Regions from separate parts of the Mus musculus genome. Here regions 1 and 3 are each linked to region 2. A link is a contact called in public Hi-C and HiChIP or PLAC-seq data. All regions are on one chromosome and are shown on one strand. The core of a region is the stretch at or near the end of the contact, and the rest is flanking DNA. Distances in the headings are between cores, read along the strand shown.

Region 1 (3,899 bases), core at 419-2,918, 2.5 Mb before region 2:
CAAAAAATTAAGTACACTTTATCATTTGTTTCTTATTGGATTGAAAGATAAAAGGCCAACTTCACATTTTATGCAGCAAGTCTTGTTTTCTTTAAGCGAATAAAACCAAAGTATAATGACCAACGTATATATGAATCTCACCACTTGGCATGTTAATTTAAATTTTTAATTTTTAAAAAGACCTTAGTCCCACCAGATTTGGTAATTAAAAACATGTATCTTTCTTTTATTTCAAGCTAGTTGTTAAAATCTCAAAGTCCTTTTAAAATATCTGTACCGAAAAGCCAACTTTTGAATGTAATAGGTAAACAGGAGCATTAAGGTAACAATTTCAATTCACATTTGATTCATAAATAAATTGCAACAAAATTCCAACCACTACTTTCACCAAAGATTTGACTTTATATTATCATGAGTTTATAGTTAAGCTGAATAACACAATTTTCATTTCAGCAAAATCAACACACAAGCAATATACAGCACATACTTTTGAATACAATTAGCCAAACATTAACTCATTATATGTACTTTTAAACTGCTTGATATTAAAGTTATCCACAACTGTAGGCTGATTTTTTTTTTAAGAGCACAATGTAGGGAGAGGGAGTTTAAGTGGGAAATGACCACAAAGCATTTGTAAACTGCTGAGTCCTGAGTAAAAAGATAGAGGAAAACATAAATTTCAAGAAAATCTGAAACACTAAAGTTAGTTGTCCACTAATGCTGACTTTTCAGTGAGTCATACTTGCCTTCCTAAGTCAGTTTTACTGAACATATGGTGAAAAGAGTTAACTGTTTGGTAACTTCAAACCTTATATTCATTTAAACTGGACAAAAATATATACTACAGCTGGCAGAAATGCTATACAATGCTTAGAGCACACAATATCGTGTGCACAAGGCTCGTCTGACATTTATCTGATAAGGAACTGGAAAATTGTACCGTTTATAAATACCTTCTAAAAACTCAAGTTTCCACTTCCAAATCCAAACTTCCACCAGAATCAAACAACTTGTAGTGTGCACAGCATTTTTTTCTTGGCACCAGGCTGAGCTATCTGTGGTCTATCCTCAACTTCCTGCAAATTACCAAACTTCTGTCCCTTCCGCGTTGCCTACTCAGTCTGAAGCACTGAAGTTCTAACTTTGTAACTTTTTAACTCAGAATACATCTTTTGACAGTATGTACTAAAAGGAAATACCGTGAATACAAAGATCTAGATTGGAAAAAAAAAATTTTTTTTCCAGGAAGTAAGGGATCTTAGAATATTCTAAGTCCCACGCCACTAGTAAGAAGTGTGGACAGAGCTCAAAAGCATTAATCCCCGATCCTCACTCTTAAATTAGTTAATTTAGAAGAGTATCTATCTAAAGTCAAAGCACTTTGTTTAACTAGCCAACATCTAGGAAAGCCATCACACTTTGTTACCAAAGGAAAAAGAAAAAACAAAAAACATTTTTTTTTTAAATCCTGCGCGTAGCAAGCCCCCAACACACCTGGCTGGTTCACTCAGTCAACGAAGGGCAGGGAAAGTTCCAACCATAACCGACCAGCTCCAGACAAAGCTGACGGTCCAACGGCGGCGGGCACTCGGGACTGTTGCGGCCGGAAGGTGCCCGCACCTGAGTGCACACAGCTGGCGGGCGCCGGGCGCGCGGAGGCCCGGGGCGGGGCGGCGGGCAGGACCGCTCGGCGCTGGCCCGCCCCGGGCGCCTCGGGCCGGACACGCCGGGCCGCGGAGAGCGCGAGGGTGGCCGCTCGCCCGCCGCCCGAGACACCTGTTTGGCCGCGCCGGCGCGGACGGGGACGCGGACCCGGGCGGCGTTCCCGAACCCTCAGTCGCCCTGCCGCCGGCAGCCGAGCCCCTGGACCCGCAGCCCTCGGGCGCCTCCGCCCGCCGTCCCTGACATCAGCCCCGGCTCCCTCTCGCCCCTCCCGGAGGCGGGGAGGAGGACGACCCCCCACCCGCGACCTTCGCTGCCCTGGCCCGCCGCAGCACGGGCAGGGGCCGCTAGCCTGGGCCGCCCGCGGCCGCCCAGATCATCTCCCGGCGGCGGCGGCGGCGGCGGCGGCCGAGGCGGGCCCGGCGCGCGCTCCTGCCGCTCGCTCCCGCCGCTCGCTCCGCCCCTCCCGACCGCGCGGCCTGGACCACGGCCCGCCTACTGCGCAGCCGCCACCCAGGGGTCTCGGAGATGCTGACGTCCCGGCTGCAGCAGCTGCAGCAGCAGCAGCAGCCCCGGGGAAGGGCGGGGCCTGGGCAGAGTGGGCGGGGACACCGCGACCTGCGGATGCGGGGATTGGCCGCCGGGTGTTTGCCCCGCCCTCCTGCGGAGTGGGCTGGGAAGTCCCGGCTTCCCCGAGCTCAGGGTTTTTTTAGCCCCCTTCTGGTGAGGTTGAGTGTTCTAATTCTCTCAGGAAAGCAGAAAGCGAAATTAGCAGGGAGTACAAGTAAAGAACTGCCTTTTAAACTGTTGTCTGTGGAACAAACCTCAACGTCACGCTGACCTCTAACCCAATCTTAGCCCCCCCCCCCTTTTTTTTTGCCTCTTTTCCTTTCACAGCATTCCTCTATCCTTAATAACAAGAGATTTGGCATAATGAAGAGTGCTCTGTAACCAGATGTGTGCCTCAGAAGAACAGAGAACTCATATAGTGACAACGGACAGAAAGCCTCTTGGAGGAATGTGTGTAATGGCATTTTACTTCTGTTCTGCTATGGCAAATACTTAAGAGTTTTACAAACTCAGCGGGGAGTGGTGGTGCACGCCTAGCACTCGGGAGTTGGAGGCCAGCCTGGTCTAATAAGTGAGTTCCGGGACAGCCAGGGCTATACAGAGAAACCCTGTCTTGAAAAACCAAAAAAAAAAAAAAAAAAAAAAGAGAGAGAGAGAGAGTTTTACAAACTCGTCTGCTCTGCTTTGGCAAAGGTCCTGTGTACCAAGAAGCTATCTTTGTGGCAGCAACGGAAGTGGGTTGCCACCTGGTGAGGCAGCAGGGAGTGGAAGTAAGATCTAGAGACCTTAACCATCATCTGCAAGGCCAGGCCCCCGGATGGAAACACTGTGCCCTGCTTGATAAATGTTCAAACTATGCAGTTCTGAGCACACCACAGCATAGCTATTAAAAGTGAGGGTTTTGGAATAAGACATTTAAGCTTTATCTGAATCCACTTTCTGCCTCTACTATTATAGATGCTAAGTTGTAAAGAACAGGTATATTCTGGTTATGATTGTAGACAAGGAGCTGTGTGTGGTGATTTTTGTTTATTAAGTCGTGAACCAGCCAGATATCACGGCAGGAAACAGAAAGCATATTGGAGACCTAGCCGAACTCGATTTTATATCAGTCACTGAATAGCCCATTCATTCATTAATCCATTAGTCACAAGAAAGAATTGAGCCGTTCATCGTCGTTCATTCGGTAAGTAAGGGGAGAGTCCTAACAAAATCAACACTTTTACTTAGCCTCACCCTCTAACACATGATAATCGAGATCAGAGTCTGGGGAAGAAAAGCCACATTCCAACCATAGTAGGCTGGGATCTAGGTGATGAACCAATTCATTGTGTGTAGTTTTAGGAAGCTACTGAACGGCACCAATAAATCCCCCCCCCTCAAAAAAAATTCTTCCAAAGGAAGTTTAAAACTTGAAACAAAGCTAGGGATTTGAATTCAAAGGTCTCCTTTTCAGATGAGAAAATTGAGGAAAGAATGAGAAACTGATAGGACAGGCCAGAAAAGAAGAACAGGTGAGTGCCCTTTCTCTGGTCCATGGCCCTCCAACTTCTCTCCCAGACATCCTTAGCTCCATCCTTCTCTTTTTCTCAGCTCCTGCTCAGGCTTAACTCCACCACACACAGACAAAAAAAAAAAAATTGCCATGCATAAATGTAAAAGAA
Region 2 (4,048 bases), core at 1,337-3,836:
GATCTGTTACTTAACTTTAGGACAAGTGGGGAGGCGCTTTGCCCGGCTCTTGCCCCACGGTTCCGGAGGCATGTCTCACAATACATGAGGCATACTTTTATATACCTCTCAGATGAGTCAGGAATCCTAGAGCAAACTCTCAACCTTAAGCCAGGAACTTAGGTAATAGCACCACGCCCTCCTAAATTTTGATGGTATCTGCAAGGTTTCTCCTGATGATTCATGCCACGGATGGTAAAATTCAATGCCTGTCTATGCAGTCAGTCAGAAGCGACATCCCAAGTTGGATCTCTTCACTTAAGAGGCTCGTGGATGATTTAAAGGATCCGAGGGTATATTTTAGAGGCAGGATACTTAGAAAGAGAAGAAAAACACAAATAAGTAGGTTAGTTAGTTCAGAGCTGTTGATAATTTTGGATGAAGGTAAAAAACATTGATTTGAAAGGAAATTTTGCATTTCTTTCATTTATGAAGGTAAGAAACTACTAAAAATTTTTGTTACCAAAAGAAGCAATAGTTGTCACTATAGTTGTTACATGTATCTTTAAATAACATACCTAACCTCATTTGAATTTTTTTCTTCAGCCTTTTATCTAGTTCAGACTAGTTTTAAACCCAATATTCTCCAGTCTCTGTTTTAGCTTCATGGTGAGATTCCAGTCAGTCACCAGCCCTGGCCCTTTATCTTCCTTTGAAAGAATGTTTCTAGAGCTTTCTGATTTGCTGTGCTAAGATCACACCTAACTCAGAGATGCCATTAAGGGCACAGGGTGGCTCCCATGCCAAGATGAGAAGGGCTGTGTCATTACTGTATTTCTGTGGCATACACTCACTTTCAAAGCACTTCGATAATCACATTTCAGTGCACTTGATCCCTTTGGCAATCCTACCCACCTAACTGTGTGCCCTGACAAACAGTATTTTGCGAAGTTATCTGTGATGGAAAGTGCATAAAAAGTACATCTTCTGGGACTTTGAAAGAGCAATTGTTCAGCTGTCTATCAGACAGTGGATACATCCCAGAGTCCCTTAGGGCTGGTCACAGATGTGTGGAACAGGAAGATCTCTTTCTTTTCCCTTTGGTGAGGGGCCAGGTACAAACCGGCATCTGCTTTTCCTTAATGGTTGGTTACAAAACAGAAACCTGGCCTGATGTGCCAGCATCTGCTGGTAATCCTCACGAGGGCAAGGCAAGAGAGCCTCAAATCTGAGGTCACCTCGAGCTGCAATAACAAAACACTGTCAGAAAAGGATGGTCCCCGGGAACTGACTGTGTAGCTTCTGCAAACATTGCAGGTGGGAATTAAGCACTGGGAACAATTAGGAACTGATTTCAAGTTATACCCAGTAGCTGTCGCAATCTCAACGAGTGCCCTCCCTCTTTATATTTTTATAAGTGTATATCAATAAGTATTAAAATGAAAAGGGAGAAAGAAGAGAAAATTGATTAGTACTCCAGTGAGTCCCGAGTTTGTGGTGTTTTAGTCTAAAATCTTTTTTTTTTTTTTTGGTTTTTTTTTTTTCGAGACAGGGTTTCTTTGTGTAGCCCTGGCTGTTCTGGAACTCACTCTGTAGACCAAGCTGGCCTCAAACTCAGAAATCCACCCGCCTCTGCCTCCCAAGTGCAGGGATTAAAGGTGTGCGTCACCACACCTGGCTATAAATCTTAATATAAAAGGATGTAATTCCAACTCTAACTTCTTATATAAGACCTGTCCAGAACCACTTTTTTCCCATCTAAAAGAAGAAAAAAAAGGAAAGGAATATTTAAAATGTCTGAACGAGAGAGATGTCTCAGCACTAAGAACACTGGCTGTATTTCCTGGTGTAGTGGGCACCCTTTTCTGACCTATGTGGATACCAGGCATGAATGTGGTGCATATACTTACATGCAAGCAAAACAACCATGCATATGAAATAAAGAACTAAGGCAAAACATATTACTCTAGGCAGGGCCTTGAGTGGCCCAAGAACTTGGCATATGGAGGTAGACAGATCAGAAGTTCCCTACCAGCCTGGACCACATGAGACCTTATGTTCAAAACAATAAGAACATTTAAAAGTACAATTTTAATAGATTTCATATATATATATAATATACTTTCTGTGTTGTTTAATAATTACTATCTAAATATATTTTATATTTAAATATAGAAATGTTATACACACGTATGTGTAATAACAAAACTAGTGTATGACTGTAGATATGGCTCAGTACTAGCCTAATATGAACAAAGTCCTGAGTTTGTTTCCTAGCTTCTCAAAGCCAAAATTATACACAACAGAGGGGGAAAGTATCCTCAAACACCAGGCCAAAACAGCAAAAAGCAAGCCCAAACTTAACTAAATTAAGGGAACTCCGCAGAGGCCACCCTAAAGTTTTCAGGGAGCTGAGCAGGTGCAGCTGCGCGAGGATCGGAGGCTTGGCGGGGTGTTTGTGAAAGGAATCAAGTTCAGTTGGGTTCCCACGCGGGCATGTGCGGATGTGCTCCGAGGACGAGGCGCCGGGCGGAGCCTGGGCTGCAGAGCCGGCGCTCGGGGCGGGGATCGGGCGCGGCTCCGCGCTCGGGGCGGGGAGCTGGCCCAGCGTCCGGAGCTGCTCGGTCAGGCCCGAGCCAGACGGCGGGCCGGTCCCGCACCATGGGCCGGATGGTGGCTCTGAGTTTGCTGGGCATCGGGCTGGCGCTGCTGGGCGAGCGGTTCCTAGCGCTCAGGTAGGTGCTGCCGAGGGTCCCGGGTCGGGAGTCCCTAGGCTGGGACCGCCGAGCTGATTGGGGCGCTCGCGCGGCGGGTGGGAGGGGGTGAGAGGGGGGGAGGTAACTGGAGAGAGAGCTTGTTTAGTTCGGGGGGGGGGGGGGACCGGATGGAAGGAAGAACTTCGGATAGCTACCGGTGCTCCGTTTAACCGACCCAGTCCACTTCCACCAAGACCTAGACACTTTGGGAAAAAGTTTTCCAGCGCTTGCTGGTGCCGAGGTTCCTCTGCCTAGGCTGACAAGAGAGAGCTTTGCAAATTCCCCAAGGGCAAACCCAGTGCTTTAATTTGAAAACAAAACCATTACTCATGCGTGGACGCTCTAATTATACAGCTTCATTTTAGGTCACTGGTGCTGTTCTGCTCAGCCGGAACCCATCCCTCCCCAGCATTAATAGTTGGTGAAACTTCAGGGTTTCCGTCTTGGCGCTGGAGATCAAAGACGCTTGAGAGAGACAGCTACTGTTCTTACATCATTTCCTTATTTATTGACCAGAGTCCCAGAAGCAGAGCGAGCGATTGTTTGTTCTGGGTAGACATCATACTTTCAAGTTACCAATTCAAACTTTATAAACTTCTTGCAAAAGTGTTCCGGAACAGTAGTACTCAGCTCCTTATAGGGTTAAAGAGAAAAGACAGTCTTCTGTAGGCGTTCTGGGAGGCAACGTAGACTCAGATGAGGAAGGCGGGCAAGTCTGAAGGGTGTGCTTCACACTGGGCCTCTCTCTAATAGGCAAAAGGGAAGCGCCGGCACTCATTGGTTGTTTAGCAGCAAACTGCTATGAGTCTTGCATTGTACAAATAAGCCCGAAGGGCACAGCAACGGGGCCTGGATATTGGGATCTCCCGGAGTCTTGACGTCCAAGTAGCACCATGTGAAACATTCTAATTCAGTTGGTTCTGATAGGGCATCGGCCTTGGGTTTTGGGTGCTTTTCTAAATTTTAAATGAATTCTTGGTTTTGAGACGAAGTCTCACTGTGTATCCTCTGTTTTGAAGCTCAGTCTGGTCTCAAAACTCAGGATTCTTTGGTCTCCTGACTTCTGCTATTATAGGCACACGCCAGCATGACAGTCAGATTTCCTTCTCTTCTCTTCTCTTCTCTTCTCTTCTCTTCTCTTCTCTTCTCTTCTCTTCTCTTCTCTCCTCTCCTCTCCTCTCCTCTCCTCTCCTCCCCTCTCCTCCCCTCTCCTCTTCTTTCTTCCTTTTATCTTTTTTTTTTTTATTTTTAACGTTTATATCTTTGCTAATAATGTGCAGTGTAGCTCAGGGACAGAGCACTTGCCCAGAATG
Region 3 (4,363 bases), core at 1,833-4,332, 3.0 Mb before region 2:
TCAAATGTCTAGAAAAATTGTATCTTAGCACAGCCTATGTAAAAACACTGGGATATGTTAGTACCATTTTAAAATGCATGGCCAAACCATTAAGAGATAAGGAAATTTTACTGAGTCCAGAAAGAAGGAAAGGCTAAAAATCTATGGGGGAAATATCCAAGTAGTAACAACGAGTATCTTTTTCATGGCCAGTACTGACTTCCGATGGATACTCCCGATGGATCCTGGGTTTTAATTAACTATGTCCCACAGTGAAGAGGCACAAAGCCTGGGGCCAAACATTGTGCAAGCAAGGAAACAAATCTTTTCTTGAGAAACACAGCCTGAAACCAAACCACAGAAATCAACAATAAAAAGTTCCACAAAACATGAATCTATAATTTTAAGTTATCAAACCCTAACCCTAACCCTAACTCTGGAGCAAGCCAGTCAGCCTCCATGGCTTCTGTATCAGCTCTGACTTCTAGAAGCACAGTTTGAGTTTCTGCCTTGGCTTCCCTCAACGGACTATGATTCGGGATATAGAAGCCAAATAAACCTTTTCTACACAAGCTAGGTTTGGCAGAAAAATCAGTAAGACTGGCAGTCACTGTATAGGTCTCGTAGAAGGCTGAAAAGAAAACTCCCATATGACTTAGCCATACCACTCCTGGGCTTACATTTACAGTACTCAGTATTCTTTTATAGAGATGCTCTGAGATCCATGTTCATGGCTGCTCTATTGACAATAGCTCGGAAATGGAATCATCCCGAATGTCCAGCTACCAATGAACAAATATGTATACATATACGTACACATATACACAATACATATACATATACACAATACATATACACAATGGAGTTGTATTCAGCTATACAGAAAAAAATGAGATTATGAATTTTACAAAAAAAATAAAGGGGCTGGAAAATATTATTATAGTGAATGAGGTAACCCAGGCCAAGGAAGACAAACATTGTGTCCTCTCTCACATATGGATCCTAGTTTTAAGGTTTTAGATTTGTGTGCTTACATTTGTGGTATCTTTAGAGGTCAGGAAGCTACAAAAGGCCAAAGATGGCTACAGAGAAATTTCAAGGAGTGTAAGAGATAGTAGAACATGTGAGCTATAAAAGTAGTTCATTGGAGGAGAATACTGGGGGGTGAAAGGCTTAAGTGGAGATGGGAACACGAGGTTGGGCTAACCAAGACTAAGGATGTATAAAGAGGTCTCAGGAAAACCTACTACTTTGTAAGCTAATTGAAAAGTTTAACTGGTTTTAAAAGGAAATTTAAATGGGAATACCCTGCATGGGAAAAGAATGCTTCCCCTAAAGGCATGAGCTACTAAACAAAAATCTCAGGGCTGAAAGGCTGTGATATACCTCCCTAGAGTTCTTGAGAAGGATGACCCAAAGGCACACAAACAACACGATTTTCTACAATGCTCCGAGCTGTCCACCACAACTAGATGGTAAGAACCTATGTCTGGAGACAGGGTACCATTTGCTTGCAGCACACAGATAAAGCAAACTAGACCTGAACTGGGAACTTACTTCTTGCTGGTTACTTTTCACTGAACTAAAAGGGTGCTATGCACCAGGGTAGAAAACGCAGTGCTATATCATGAATGCCTCAATACCGACTTGCCAGCACCCAAAGGAAATGCAGCCCACAACTAAGGAAAAAAATTTTAAACTTGTTTTAATCACAACAGAATTAAGACACACATATTAAATGTCACATGAACACTAAGGAGAGCTAACAATCGTTTAAATAGGGGAGATTGGATTTCACTCTTAAATAGATGGAACCAGATCTTTGTATTTTATTACTTAAGGCAGCAACAGCAGGCTACATTGGAACTGAATTATTGGAACTGAGTTATTAGCCCTGAATTTGAAGGTTAATAAGTCTTTGGCTTTAGAAAAATCCAGACACTGTTCCACATAATTATGAGACGCAATTAAAATTATGTTTTAATTTCTGCAACCTCTTTTGAAGGTATTTTTATGTGCGTTCATTTTGAAATTTCTCAGTACCAATCCCTTGCTGGTGAAATTACTAAAATCAACAGCCACCAGCATCCAGTCATTTTCTGAACCAGAAACACATCCGACAATTTTCTTCAAATCTTGGAATAAACTGTCTTTCAGACAGCCAGCTCTGAGTACTTCGGGGAACTAGATATAGTATTACAACCCAAAATTAGAGTTATCTAGCACCTTACAAAGCAGTCAACCCCTCATTTGCAGAAAGAGAAAATGTGACGCCAGTGGAGGAGCACTAGCTTGGGTCCAACAGCTGGTGAAGCCTGTCATCTCTAGTCCTTCCCGGGGGTCCTCCTCTACCGGAGCCCCAATGCACGCCAGCACCCAGGAGGTGAGGAAATGGACACCTCCACACCGCCAAGGCTAGCAAAAGGTCCAAGGTAAAGAGAGGGGCAGCACCTCTTGCTGCCAGTGGGTAAAGCAGGCAGGTCCGTTACACAACGTCTCCTAGCAACAACCTCCTGAGGGAGGGGTAAAGACTGACGATGGTTCTCTACAGGTAGAACTGGCTCAAAAATAAAAACCCCAAACCCCAGGTTAGGCACGCACCCGCGCCACCCGCGCAAAAGCTGGCAACTGTCAGTGCCCGCACCGCGGCATTCCGGGACCAGGAGCCCGACTCCGCCCACCACCCCGACGGTTCAGCCCTCGGGAGGAGAGAGGCGCGGAGATCCAGACACCTCCCGCAAGAAAGCTACCTGAGACTCCGCCGCAGCCCGCAGCTCGCCACCCACCACGGTCCTTCAGCTTACTTCCGGGGTCAAGTCGACGTTCGGCCGCTCCAGATCCCGGGTCCCAGGCCTCAGCCCCCGCCCCTCTAAGTCCCGCCTCCACTGCCCGCCGGGTTTCGGCCCCAGTGACTTCCGGAACGCCGCGCGTCACTAGGCAGTCTACCAGTACTTCCGGAAGCCTTGAGCCCCTCCGCCAGCCCGGTGCGAGCGAACCAGATGCTCCCGTGGATTTGATTGGTGGGTCTGGAGCGTACGTCTCCTCTGATTGGTGTTCGGGAAATCTGCCCGGGTTGGCGCGGCCGCCCGCTGGGCGTCAATCATTTTCTGCTTTCCTGCGGGTTGCGAGTGTTGGCGGCAGAATCATGGAGGACATAATGCAGCTCCCCAAAGCGCGCGTCAACGCCAGCATGTTACCACAGTATATCGACCGGCCCGTGTGCTTCGTGGGGAAGCTGGAAAAGGTGCATGCGGGTTCGGGCGAGAGGACGGGACCACGGCCACTCGGGAAGGACTGCGGGGTCGGGAGCTGAGGCTGGGAGCAGGTCACCTTTAAGCAGCATTGCCCTCCAGCTTGCTGTAGTTTTCACAAGAAGAGCTTGTGGAAACTGCTAAGCCATTGCAGCAACATTTTGGTGCCGCTTCTTTTATGTCCCCAAAACTGTTTGGAATGACCTTTTAGATCCAAGCGCTCCGCGCCCCCTTTCTTTATTTACCAGGAAGGTATTTACAAACCTGGCTCCTCTGTCTGTTGTTCGAGTTTTTGTTTTAGCCAGACTTAGCTTCTTGCTTCCCTGTCTTTTGCAGCCGTCTCTATTTATGGGCCTAGTTTTTCTACTTTGCAGTCGTCTCCCTATGAAACATTTCTTGATAGCCCCTCCCATATTCTATAGATACCTTGTATCTAGCCCAGTCTTAGATTGCAGCCTCGTCCTTCCTATAGGTAAAAATTAAGCCCAAAGGCCCAGAAATTGAGAGTGCCGAGGGAAAGAAAATCCTCTGTAAGGACTTACCTGCTAGGTCATTTCATTCACACATTTTCTAAGGGAAAAGAATTTCTAACTAAACAGGTAGGCTGACTGAGCTGCTCAAACCTCACATCGAGTGGCAGAGCTCAGTTTCAAGGGAAGTCTTCCTCAGATCTGGCAACCAGTTCTTTTAGATCATCGTTCTTAATTTTAAAAGAAAGTATTCTGAGCCGGGCGGTGGTGGCGCACGCCTTTAATCCCAGCACTCGGGAGGCAGAGGCAGGTGAATTTCTGAGTTCGAGCCCAGCCTGGTCTACAGAGTGAGTTCCAGGACAGCCAGGGCTATACTGAGAAACCCTGTCTCGAAAACAAACAAACAAACAACCCCTCAAAAAGAAGGTATTCTGTGAGATGTACTAAATCAAGAATGTTGGCAGAATTTCATTAGACAGTGAAAGCCTCGTTTAGTTTTAGTGTACCAAGTGTCTTTTGCAAATAAAAGAAACCACACAAAACACTAAGCAAATATTTGTTGTTTATTAGAAATTCAAAATTAACTGGGCTTACAATCATCTGATCAGGTAATAAGATTATAACTTGAACCAAATAAACTGTCCAAAACCCCTATTACTTTAT

Evidence for each region. Hi-C and Micro-C count contacts between places; a contact is called where the count stands out from the background. HiChIP or PLAC-seq counts read pairs in DNA pulled down with a chosen protein or histone mark.
Region 1: a Hi-C map of B cells shows a contact between it and region 2, with 6 read pairs. The contact joins the promoter of C1galt1 here to the promoter of Pon2 in region 2. A contact is called at or near these places in 1 of 39 promoter capture datasets (pre-B cells), 1 of 484 Hi-C or Micro-C datasets (B cells), 2 of 115 datasets of contacts at active chromatin or transcription factors (astrocytes and double positive thymocytes) and 1 of 9 other capture datasets (adipose tissue).
Region 3: a contact with region 2 is called in an H3K27ac HiChIP or PLAC-seq map of thymic regulatory T cells, with 22 times the contacts expected there. The contact joins the promoter of Rpa3 here to the promoter of Pon2 in region 2. A contact is called at or near these places in 1 of 484 Hi-C or Micro-C datasets (B cells) and 1 of 115 datasets of contacts at active chromatin or transcription factors (thymic regulatory T cells).

What each region holds. Positions count from the first base shown.
Region 1 is chr6:7,842,993-7,846,891 of GRCm38.p6, reverse strand. It overlaps C1galt1 (core 1 synthase, glycoprotein-N-acetylgalactosamine 3-beta-galactosyltransferase, 1), which reads right to left and starts at 1,668. Exons shown (of 4, transcript NM_052993.3): 1 at 1,498-1,668.
Region 2 is chr6:5,296,878-5,300,925 of GRCm38.p6, reverse strand. Pon2 (paraoxonase 2) reads left to right here and starts at 2,586. Exons shown (of 9, transcript NM_183308.3): 1 at 2,586-2,714. The coding sequence starts at 2,641. Gm52887 (a long non-coding RNA gene) reads right to left here and starts at 639. Exons shown (of 4, transcript XR_003956397.1): 1 at 1-639.
Region 3 is chr6:8,257,860-8,262,222 of GRCm38.p6, reverse strand. Rpa3 (replication protein A3) reads left to right here and starts at 3,082. Exons shown (of 4, transcript NM_026632.4): 1 at 3,082-3,223. The coding sequence starts at 3,125. It overlaps Umad1 (UMAP1-MVP12 associated (UMA) domain containing 1), which reads right to left and starts at 2,935. Exons shown (of 4, transcript NM_001302354.1): 1 at 2,730-2,935.